2 separate regions of the Mus musculus genome follow, and region 2 is linked to region 1. Evidence: chromatin contacts called from public HiChIP or PLAC-seq data. All regions are on one chromosome and are shown on one strand. The core of a region is the stretch at or near the end of the contact, and the rest is flanking DNA. Distances in the headings are between cores, read along the strand shown.

What was found. HiChIP or PLAC-seq counts read pairs in DNA pulled down with a chosen protein or histone mark.
Region 2: a contact with region 1 is called in an H3K4me3 HiChIP or PLAC-seq map of bone marrow-derived macrophages, with 2.7 times the contacts expected there. The contact joins the promoter of Vps54 here to the enhancer-like site in region 1. A contact is called at or near these places in 1 of 484 Hi-C or Micro-C datasets (nephron progenitors), 4 of 115 datasets of contacts at active chromatin or transcription factors (CD8 T cells, bone marrow-derived macrophages and embryonic stem cells) and 3 of 9 other capture datasets (adipose tissue, embryonic stem cells and liver).

The regions. Positions count from the first base shown.
Region 1 is chr11:21,007,738-21,012,219 of GRCm38.p6, reverse strand. No RefSeq gene overlaps it. Among named protein-coding and RNA genes, the nearest start is that of Peli1, 81 kb to the left of the region's middle. Within about 2 kb of position 2,504, at least 9 of the 459 cell types and tissues checked have an H3K27ac peak or open chromatin away from gene starts, as enhancers often do. A contact at or near this core is called in bone marrow-derived macrophages, where this site is marked.
Region 2 is chr11:21,236,129-21,240,336 of GRCm38.p6, reverse strand. It overlaps Vps54 (VPS54 GARP complex subunit), which reads right to left and starts at 1,305. Exons shown (of 23, transcript NM_139061.5): 1 at 966-1,305.

The DNA.
Region 1 (4,482 bases), core at 1,255-3,754:
GTGACCTTGGCTATAACTTCTAGTGTTCACATTCCTGGAACATTTGTCTAATGCTCCTTGTCTGACTCTGGCCCCACTTGCCGTAACATCTCAGCGGCTGCTCAGTGCTGTGTATCTGTTCTGGGATGGCTGTGGGGTGGGGAAGCTAATTGCTTTCATACTGCAGCCTTCACTGTTCTTTGGTTTTCCTTTTATAATGTAATTTCTTCCATTTCCAGTTTGTAAGCAAGACGCAGAACCTCTCTCTTAATGGAGGAAATAATGGAGTAGATGCACTAAGAAAGTTTCCAGTAATTTCTGTTAAGTGAACTCTTAAGACCAACAACAACAACAACAGAAAACAGTGGCTCTGCCTCTCCCAAAGCCTGCTGTGTACCTCAAACCAGTGAAATGCATTTACTCTACATTCATGTTATCAGTGCTGGAAGATCTCTCCATCAGTCAAAATCAAGAAAACAAAATACAAGTATTAATATATGGTCCATCTGGTTGCTTCTTTAACGGTTTTAAAAAATGGATAGTCTGTAACATGGACTGACACCAATGTCTCAACCCTGTATCAGGTGGGATAGAGCCTGCAGAAGTTGAAATGCATGTCTAGCCACATGTGTGAGTTATAAAGACAGCACAGAAGCCCCAGTGAGTAGCCTGTCTGTTTCTCATGATTCTGCACCATACATGCAGGGAGTGACCTTCATAAAGGGGGGCCCTTAGCTTAGCAGTTGCAGACTTCACTCTAAGTCCACACTGTGTGCTCTTCTATTAGTCTTCAAAAAAGAGCTCCCTCCTTCCTTCTAACTCCCTGTCAGAAGACTCTTAGGTCTTTGAACCCCGAGCAGGGGTGTCCAAACTTTTGGCATTGACACGCCATCTTGTCATTTACAAAATTCAGGTAGCAGAACACAAAACCAAAATTAAACAAAACAGAACCCGCAAAAAGAAGATCACTTTTAGAAATTCAAAATGTTCGCAATTCTGTGTTGGGCCGCATTCATAGCCTTCAAAGCATTGGGGTCAGATGGTAGACTGGAGTTAGGAGCCTGCCCAGCCAAGCGGCTTTGGGGCAGTCATGAATATTCATAAGAGTGTGGGGCCCGGCCTGCCAGTGAGTTTCTGGCAGTTGGGAGCCTGGGAAAGGATGGGCCAAAGCATTCGCAGTTCTTGTTTTGTGAGCTCTGCTGACTTCAGACATCCTCCCTGCTGCCTCTCACGGCCCAAGCGCTTGGGTCCTTCCTGACTTAGGGCCTAGGTGCTGCAGTTGAAGAGGCTTCAAATCCCCACTCCACCCACCAGACAGTGCAAGGCAAATTCTACCCAGAAAATTCAGACATCTCTTCTCTCTGAGTTTGTTCAGTTAACAGAAGGAGATGTGCCTGTGCGCATAATTGGAGGTCTCTCTCCTTCAGTGGCACCTCCAGCTTTACAAATCTCCTTGCTCTTGTGATCACAACTGCTCTGCACATTTCTTTATTTTAGATCTCGAAACTATATTGTCTTTATTCCCACCCCCAACCTACCCCACCCCATTCTTTATTTAGTATAGCACAGTAATTAAAAGTCAGACATTTGAATTCAGAATCCTGCTTGCCCACTTTAGAAGCTCCGTGAATGTGGCGCCATTACCCTCTGCTTCTTCATCTGTTGTTACCACCTACCATATGGATTTGGTCTGAAAAGGAAATGAGTCTCAACAGAAATGCTTAACTCTGCCCCACAAGCAGCAAAGCATTTAGTCCGGCGATTGAACCGAGGGCCTAGGCACATACTAGACAAGAGCTCTACTACCAAGCTACACCCTCATCTTCCTTCTTATTAATTTATATTTTGAATGGACAAACCTGGCCCCAAACAGGGGAATGTCACAGTGGAAACCATCTGGGGCAAATACTACTGAAGTTGGAGTCGTATCAGAAGTCGAAGGGCCAATAAATGGTATCCAGCAAATAAGGAGAAAGGCTGGACCCAGAGAGAAAGCAGAGGGAGTCCAGCCGTGGCGCTGGGATGCTGTCACGGTGAGGAAGCATGGGCCCTGGGCAATTTGAGAACGCTATGCTTACTTGAGCCCTAAGCTGTGCTGCAGACCACACTCTCTGCCCTTCTTGCTCCCACCCTCACTATCCGGTGATTTGACACCTTTTTTTTTTTTTCCCCCGTTTTTTCTTTTTTTGGTTTTTCGAGACCAGATTTCTCTGTATAACCCTGGCTGTCCTGGAACTCACTCTGTAGACCAGGCTGGCCTTGAACTCAGAAAGCCACCTGCCTCTGCCTCCCAAGTGCTGGGATTAAAGGCAAGCGCCATATGCTCATCATGCTGTCACACACTTGCCTGGCCTAGCCCCTCTAGGTGGTCAGTTGGCTGTACCTTTGCCTTGTCTGTTTCTCCTGATACTGTCTACCCTCCATCTCTCCACTACACGTTTTGACCCCTGGGTTCCCACTGGTCGCCAGATCTCTCTCTTTACATCTTCCTAAAGCATGCTTGTTGTAGAGGAAGGAGTAAACCCTGGGCTCACCAGCTCATTTCCTCTTCCCTAACAGCTGAGAAGGCATGTCCTAGTTTCGTTTGCTGTTAGCTTGGGACAATGACCCAATGTTTTTTTTTTTTTTTTTTTTTTTAACTAAATTTACTTTTTTAAAAATTCTATCCACAGGAAACACTAGAGAAACTTTGAGCCAAAAAATAAATGCTGACTGCCTATAAACAGTATAAAGGTTTTTGTTTTTGTTGCTAAATGTGTGACATTAGGCCAAGCTACTTAAAGTCAGTATGTGATTCCTTCAGTTCTCATCAGGGTCAAGATTTGGGTCCTCTAAAGCTGAGCTTCAGCTATCTCTTCAAGATAGCCCCTTTCAAAGGAGCATGCACCTCACCCTGCTAGCCTGAGCTACGCACAGTTCTTTCATCTCTGCCTGAATCATGGTGGCACTGATGACAACTTTGAGGTTCATCTGAGGTTGTGGGGCTCTAATTTCTTTTGAATTTCCTTTCAGATCATTTTTTTTAGCACAGGGGATCTGCCTGGTTCTCAGTTGCTGGGTGAGTTCTGAGTAATTCTACAACCCATGGAACACACTAACACAGTAAATGTAGTCCCGTTACAGTTCCTTCATGGGGGGCCTAAGAAATAGTCCTGTGGGAAAGAAAATTTATGGAGTGACTACAGGAGAGTTTCCTGACAATGTGTGACTATAGGCAAGCCTCTTGGGACAATCTTCAACACAGTGACCCAAATTCTCAACAGCAGAACAGTGGAAATCTGATCTGAGGTCTGATGCTTCTGGTTCGCTGGACCTATGGTGAGGTCTGACCTCATGTGCATTCCCTCTTGTCCCTATACCAGGCCATGCACATCTCTGACTCTGAGTTGCAGGAAGGGGTTGATAGGACCCCCAGTCTCTCTTGCAGGAAAACGGAACAGTTGGTATGGTTTTTGCTGTGGTTGTCCATTTTTTTAAATTACTTTTCTTTGTTTTTTTTTGTATGGCTTACCACATCCTAGCTAATGATACAGATGATAGTTTCCTTTCACTCTGGTGTCTCTATGATTGATTGCTTACGTCTCTAGGAATCACTCCCTGCCTTCCTACCTCGTTGCAAATTGCTACTATCCTCAGAGTCTCCTCTGTGCGCTTGTAAAACTGTGTTGAGGTCCCTGTGTGTAGATGAAGCTCCGCACTGCTTGGGATGAGCATTCCAAGAGAGGGCATGCTACAGAGAAGACTGTCTTAGTGTGCATGGTGAGTTTGAGAATGGGACGTCTGGCAGAGATGTCCAGGAAGCATTTGACTAGATAAAAGGAAAAGTCAGGAGAAGGATGGAGGAGCATCCTGATCAGAAAGCAGAGGAGACCCAGCCCTTCAAGTAAAAGCGTTTCCAGTGTTCTCTGCCCCAGGCCATCCAGGGGTTCACCTGCAATCTAAAAACAATGGCAGAACTGGTTTGTTGATCCCACATTTGTAAATGTGAAATTTAATTTAGAAAAAAAAACTAGGAGATGGTGCAATTAGAGCGGTTTCTTTAAGCTGAAAAAATATCTTTGAGGGTGAAATTTCTTGCTTTTATTGTTGAGAAAACTTCCTTGATCATGTTAAAGGAAAACACAGGTTGGAAAACTCATTTAACGCTTACCCTGGCTTTCCTCAACCTGGAGTCTTCTGACTCACAGCAAACTGAAGGTGAGGCTGGTCACTGTGGGGTTTGGTTCTCTTTTTAAATTTAGAATCATTCCACCTTCTTTTCCTTTTTGAATATGGCTGCCCTTTAGAGGTAATTCTTATGTTTTCTGTATGGTTGGTTGTTGCTGATCTTCAAATATCACCTATGCAGCCAGAATCGGTTGGCAGGTAACTGCTCTGTACTTCTGGCTTTCAGATGCTTTCTATACTGGTGCTATCTGGAATCTGCAGTCTCCTGGGTCAGAGGCCCAGTGCTCCAAGAATCTCTCATTTGAAAATGTAACTCCTTGTGCAGTGGGGTCAATG
Region 2 (4,208 bases), core at 56-2,555, 230 kb before region 1:
TACTACATACAGTCAGACATATCCTATCATTACATCTGTTCCAGCCAAACTGCTAGGGAGTCAAATAGTTTTCCAATTAGAGCTCCCATTTATAAAACTCAATGCCCATCAAGACCTGCAGCATAAGTTATCACCTTCTTCTCCATATACCACAAACAGCGTATCATAATATCCCCTGCCCGCTGAACATGTATTAAGACTGACCTGAGTTTGAGAACCCGAAATTAAATCAATTAGAAAACAGAAGTAGCCCAATTTAATTCTTCGAAAGTAAAAGACGTCTCTATAAGGACCAAAAACCAAACTTGGTTAAAAAGGTATTTTAAGAAACACTTTGTAACTCTAATAGGCCAAAATTCTTTAAAAAAAAAAAAAAAAAAGTCACCCTAAGCCATACACGGACAGGCCAAGTAGCTAATTATAATGGTCAGGCAAAAGTTCCCAGACAACCCACAGGGAACAGGGAAGGCCTGTCTTTGTATCCCTGCAGACAGCAGTTAGCAAAACTGAAAGAAATAAAATAATTTAAACTACAATGCAAAACTGCACAATGCCGAGTTCTTCTTTGGTTTAGTATTCTCGGGCGGGGGGGTGGGGGGGCGGTGTTTTTATTCTAGAAGGCTCCAAGAGGGGTTCAGGCCTGGCTGAAAGGAGACAGGGAAAGTTTGGGCTCCGCGTCTACAAGGACTGATGGAAGTTGCTGGTCCCGGATTCCGGAGAGGGGCGAGGGGACTGGGGCGGCACCTGCGGACGCCGGCCGGGGCTGGGGCACAGCTGCCGGCCCGGATCCTGGGAGTGCCGAGAAGGAAGTGGTGGTGGCGGGGAGGATGAAGCTTCGGCTCGGTCACCGGCTCCGAAACTCTGTCAGCTCCAAGCCCCGAGGAGACGGAGGGGGTGGGGTCCCGCCGCCCCGCCGGTCACCGGGTCGGGGGAGGGTGGCCGCGAAGCGCGGGCCCGGCACCTACCTGCGGTCCCGGGCGGCAGCCCCAGACGAGGCCTAGTGCACCGCCGCCTCCATCCCTCCACGTCGCGCCGAGACTGCTGCTCCGCGGCCGCCGCCGCCCTGCGCGCCGGGTCCGAGCCCGGTTCCCGCCTCCGCCCCGCGCCTGCTGGCCGGCGGGCCCGGGAGCACAGGGCCGCCCTCTCGAGCCCAGCGCCGCTCGGGGGCAGAGCGGCCGCGGCGGGCCCCTCACGTCTCGCCCGGGTGTCCTGTCAGCCAGCAGTCTCCCCCGGGTCCGCAGCGCCGCCTCCGCCGCTGCTGCCGCCGCCTCTCCCACATCCCCGGCCTCCAGGGGAGCCGCCGCCGCGCCGCGACCACCGCCCCCGGCGCCTCAGCTCCCCACGCCGCCGCCCGCCTCACGCCACCGGCCCGGCGCGGCTGGGTCCGCGGAGAGCGTGCAGCAGGCCGCCGCCGCCGCCAGGCCGCCGCAGCCCCCAGCCCACAATCCACCGCGGCGTCGCCGGGGCGGGAGGGCCGCGGCCAGACCGGGAGTCGCCGCGCAGCTCCGACAGGGCCTGGCGCGGCCGCCGCAGAGCTAGCGACCCCAGAGCGGGGACGACCCCGCGTGGCTGCCCCGTGCCTCCCCCTGTCGTCCTCGTAAAGGCAGGAGTCGTCTCGGATCTGCGCTCCAGCTCGCACGGTTCCCCCCCCCCGCCCAGGTTGTCCAAAGAAGCCGAGCGTTGCCTTCCGCCTTCCCTGGCGAGCGGGCGGGAGCGGACCCCTCGCCCCCCAGACCAACTGACTCCCGGCCGCTTACACCCACTAAAGCCCTAGCTTCCGCCTGCCCTGACTCCCTCAGCCCCTCATAGTAAACAAACATGGCTCCGTCTCCAAAATTAATGCCTTTCAAAGGTGAAAGGTCAACTCCAGATACCCCACTGGCCTCCAGCACTTAAGGCCTTTTGAGGCTACCCTGTCCCCCCAGTTCCTGGCTTCCAATCACCTGTCACATTTCTCAGGCGCATAAGTCAGTTGTCCCTGCCCTTTAAAAATCTGAAAAACTTGGGTGTGTGTGCTTATTATTAAAATCTATTTGTGATTCCTAACAGCATTTCCAATTAGGCTGAGTTCAGAGAGAATTGTGATCTTACTAGTAAAATTACCATCTGCAAGATAGGGTGTCTTAGACTACAATATGTTTATAAGTCTCCAATCACCTTTGGTTGATTCAGGAGTCTTGAGACTCAGAGCCACCAAGGTCTGGAAAAATAAGAAAAAAAGTCTTAATTACTTGAGGGTCTTTCTTAACTTTATGAAGATTTTATTCCATTTTGGAACTGTTTAGCCTACAAATAAGTTTCATGCATTTCAAAAGTCTGTTTTACAAAGCAAAAGTGAAAATGTAACTCAGTAGTTAACTGGAAAAAGAAACTGATGCAAGTCTTGGTCTTAGTAAGTCATTGAAAATTGCTAACAGCTTTTGTTAATTTACTCACCAAAAAGGTATGGTTGGTCAGGCAGTGGTGGCGCATGCCTTTAATCCTAGCACTTGGGAGGCAGAGGCAGGCAGATTTCTGAGTTTTGAGGCCAGCCTGGCCAGCCTGGTCTACAGAGTTCCAGGGCAGCCAGGGCTACACAGAGAAGCCCTGTCTAAAAAAAAAAAAAAAAAAAAAAAACAAGAAAAAAAAAAAAAGGTATGGTTGAAGGACAGAAAGGACACAGAGAAAGGAAAACACAAAAGATTAGCCAAAAGAAAAGTCCTGCGCTATATTTTTCTGAATTCAACTCTTTACAATGGAGCCAGGCACAATGGAGCAGTCCTGTAATCCCAGCATTTTGGAGTAGAGACTTGAGGATCAGGAGTTCAAAGCCACCCTCAGAGTCCACATGGGACACTCAAGGCCTGCCTGGGTAATGTGAGACTATCTCAAAAAGAAAAGAGGAAAAAAAAAAAAAAAACTCTACAATAAAGAGGGTAAGAATACATCCAACAAATAATAAATACATGTTCTAGTTTGCTTCTCCATTGCTGTGGTAAAACACCAAGACCAAAAACAACTTGAAGAGAAAAGGGTTTATTTCTTCTCTCAACTCCGAGGTCATAGTGTCACTGAGGGAAGTCAGAGCAAAGAGTCAACCGGAAACAGAGACCTGAGAACACTATTGCTGCCTGGCTTCTATCCCAGAGCTTGCTCTGCTTGCTTTTTTATCCCACTCAGGACCATTTGCACCACCATAGTTAGCCCAGCTCTCGCACATCAGTCATTAAGGGAGGAAATGTCTCACAGACTTGCCTTTAGGCCACAAGGTGAAGGCAATCCCTCAGTCAGGCGTCCTTCTTCCCAGATGACTCTTGCTTATGTCAAGTTAGAAAAAACTAACAAGTTTTCTAATTATAAAAAAGATTTTTAATCCTTTTGGAGGGGGTTGTTGAGGCAGTGTATAGCCTGTCTGTCCTGAATCTTACTCTGTAGCCCAGGCTAGCTTCAAACCTGGAGATTCACCTGCCTCTGCCTCCCAAGTGCAACCACCACCTGGCTTTAAAGTCCTCTTAAATCTTTGATTTCTTGTAAAAACAAGAAAAGTTTACACAGAAACATCATTGAGGTAATCTTAATGTGCACTGTGTAAAACTTGTCTTTGTATCATTCAAATGGTGATTTCTGTAGAGACAGAGAGTTGAATACTGGCTGAATTTTGTTATGGTTATTTTTACGGATCATAAAATGCCTCAGTATTTTGTAAATATACACTTCCTTTACCTTCTGATTGGCTTAATAAAAAGCTGACAACCAATAGCTGAGGCAGGAGAGGAAAGGCAGAAGTTCCAGGCAAAAAGAGTGTCTCTGAGGAACAACTGAGAAGGGAGGATTTGCCAGCAGGAAGACGATGCCAGGACTGAATGAGGGGTAATGGGCCACATGGCAAACATGGACTAGAATAGTCGAGTTAATTTAAGTTAGAGGAGCTAGCTGGGAAGTAACCAGCCAGCTAAGGCCTAAGCTATAATAAATAATAAGTCTTTGTATCATTATTCGGGAGCTGGCTGGTCTGAGACATTTCTGGCAATAGTCCATTACCAGGGTTTGGGGGTGAAGAAATCTGAACAAGAAAGTGGTCAATGAACCACCTTTACATTTAAATAAATGAAATTTTGTGGTTTGTCACACAACATAGTAGCCATAGTTAACAGCATATATTTCAAGTTTTCTAAAATAGAAAATTTTAAATATTCTCAAACTTTAAAAAAATTACTTGAAGTAATAGA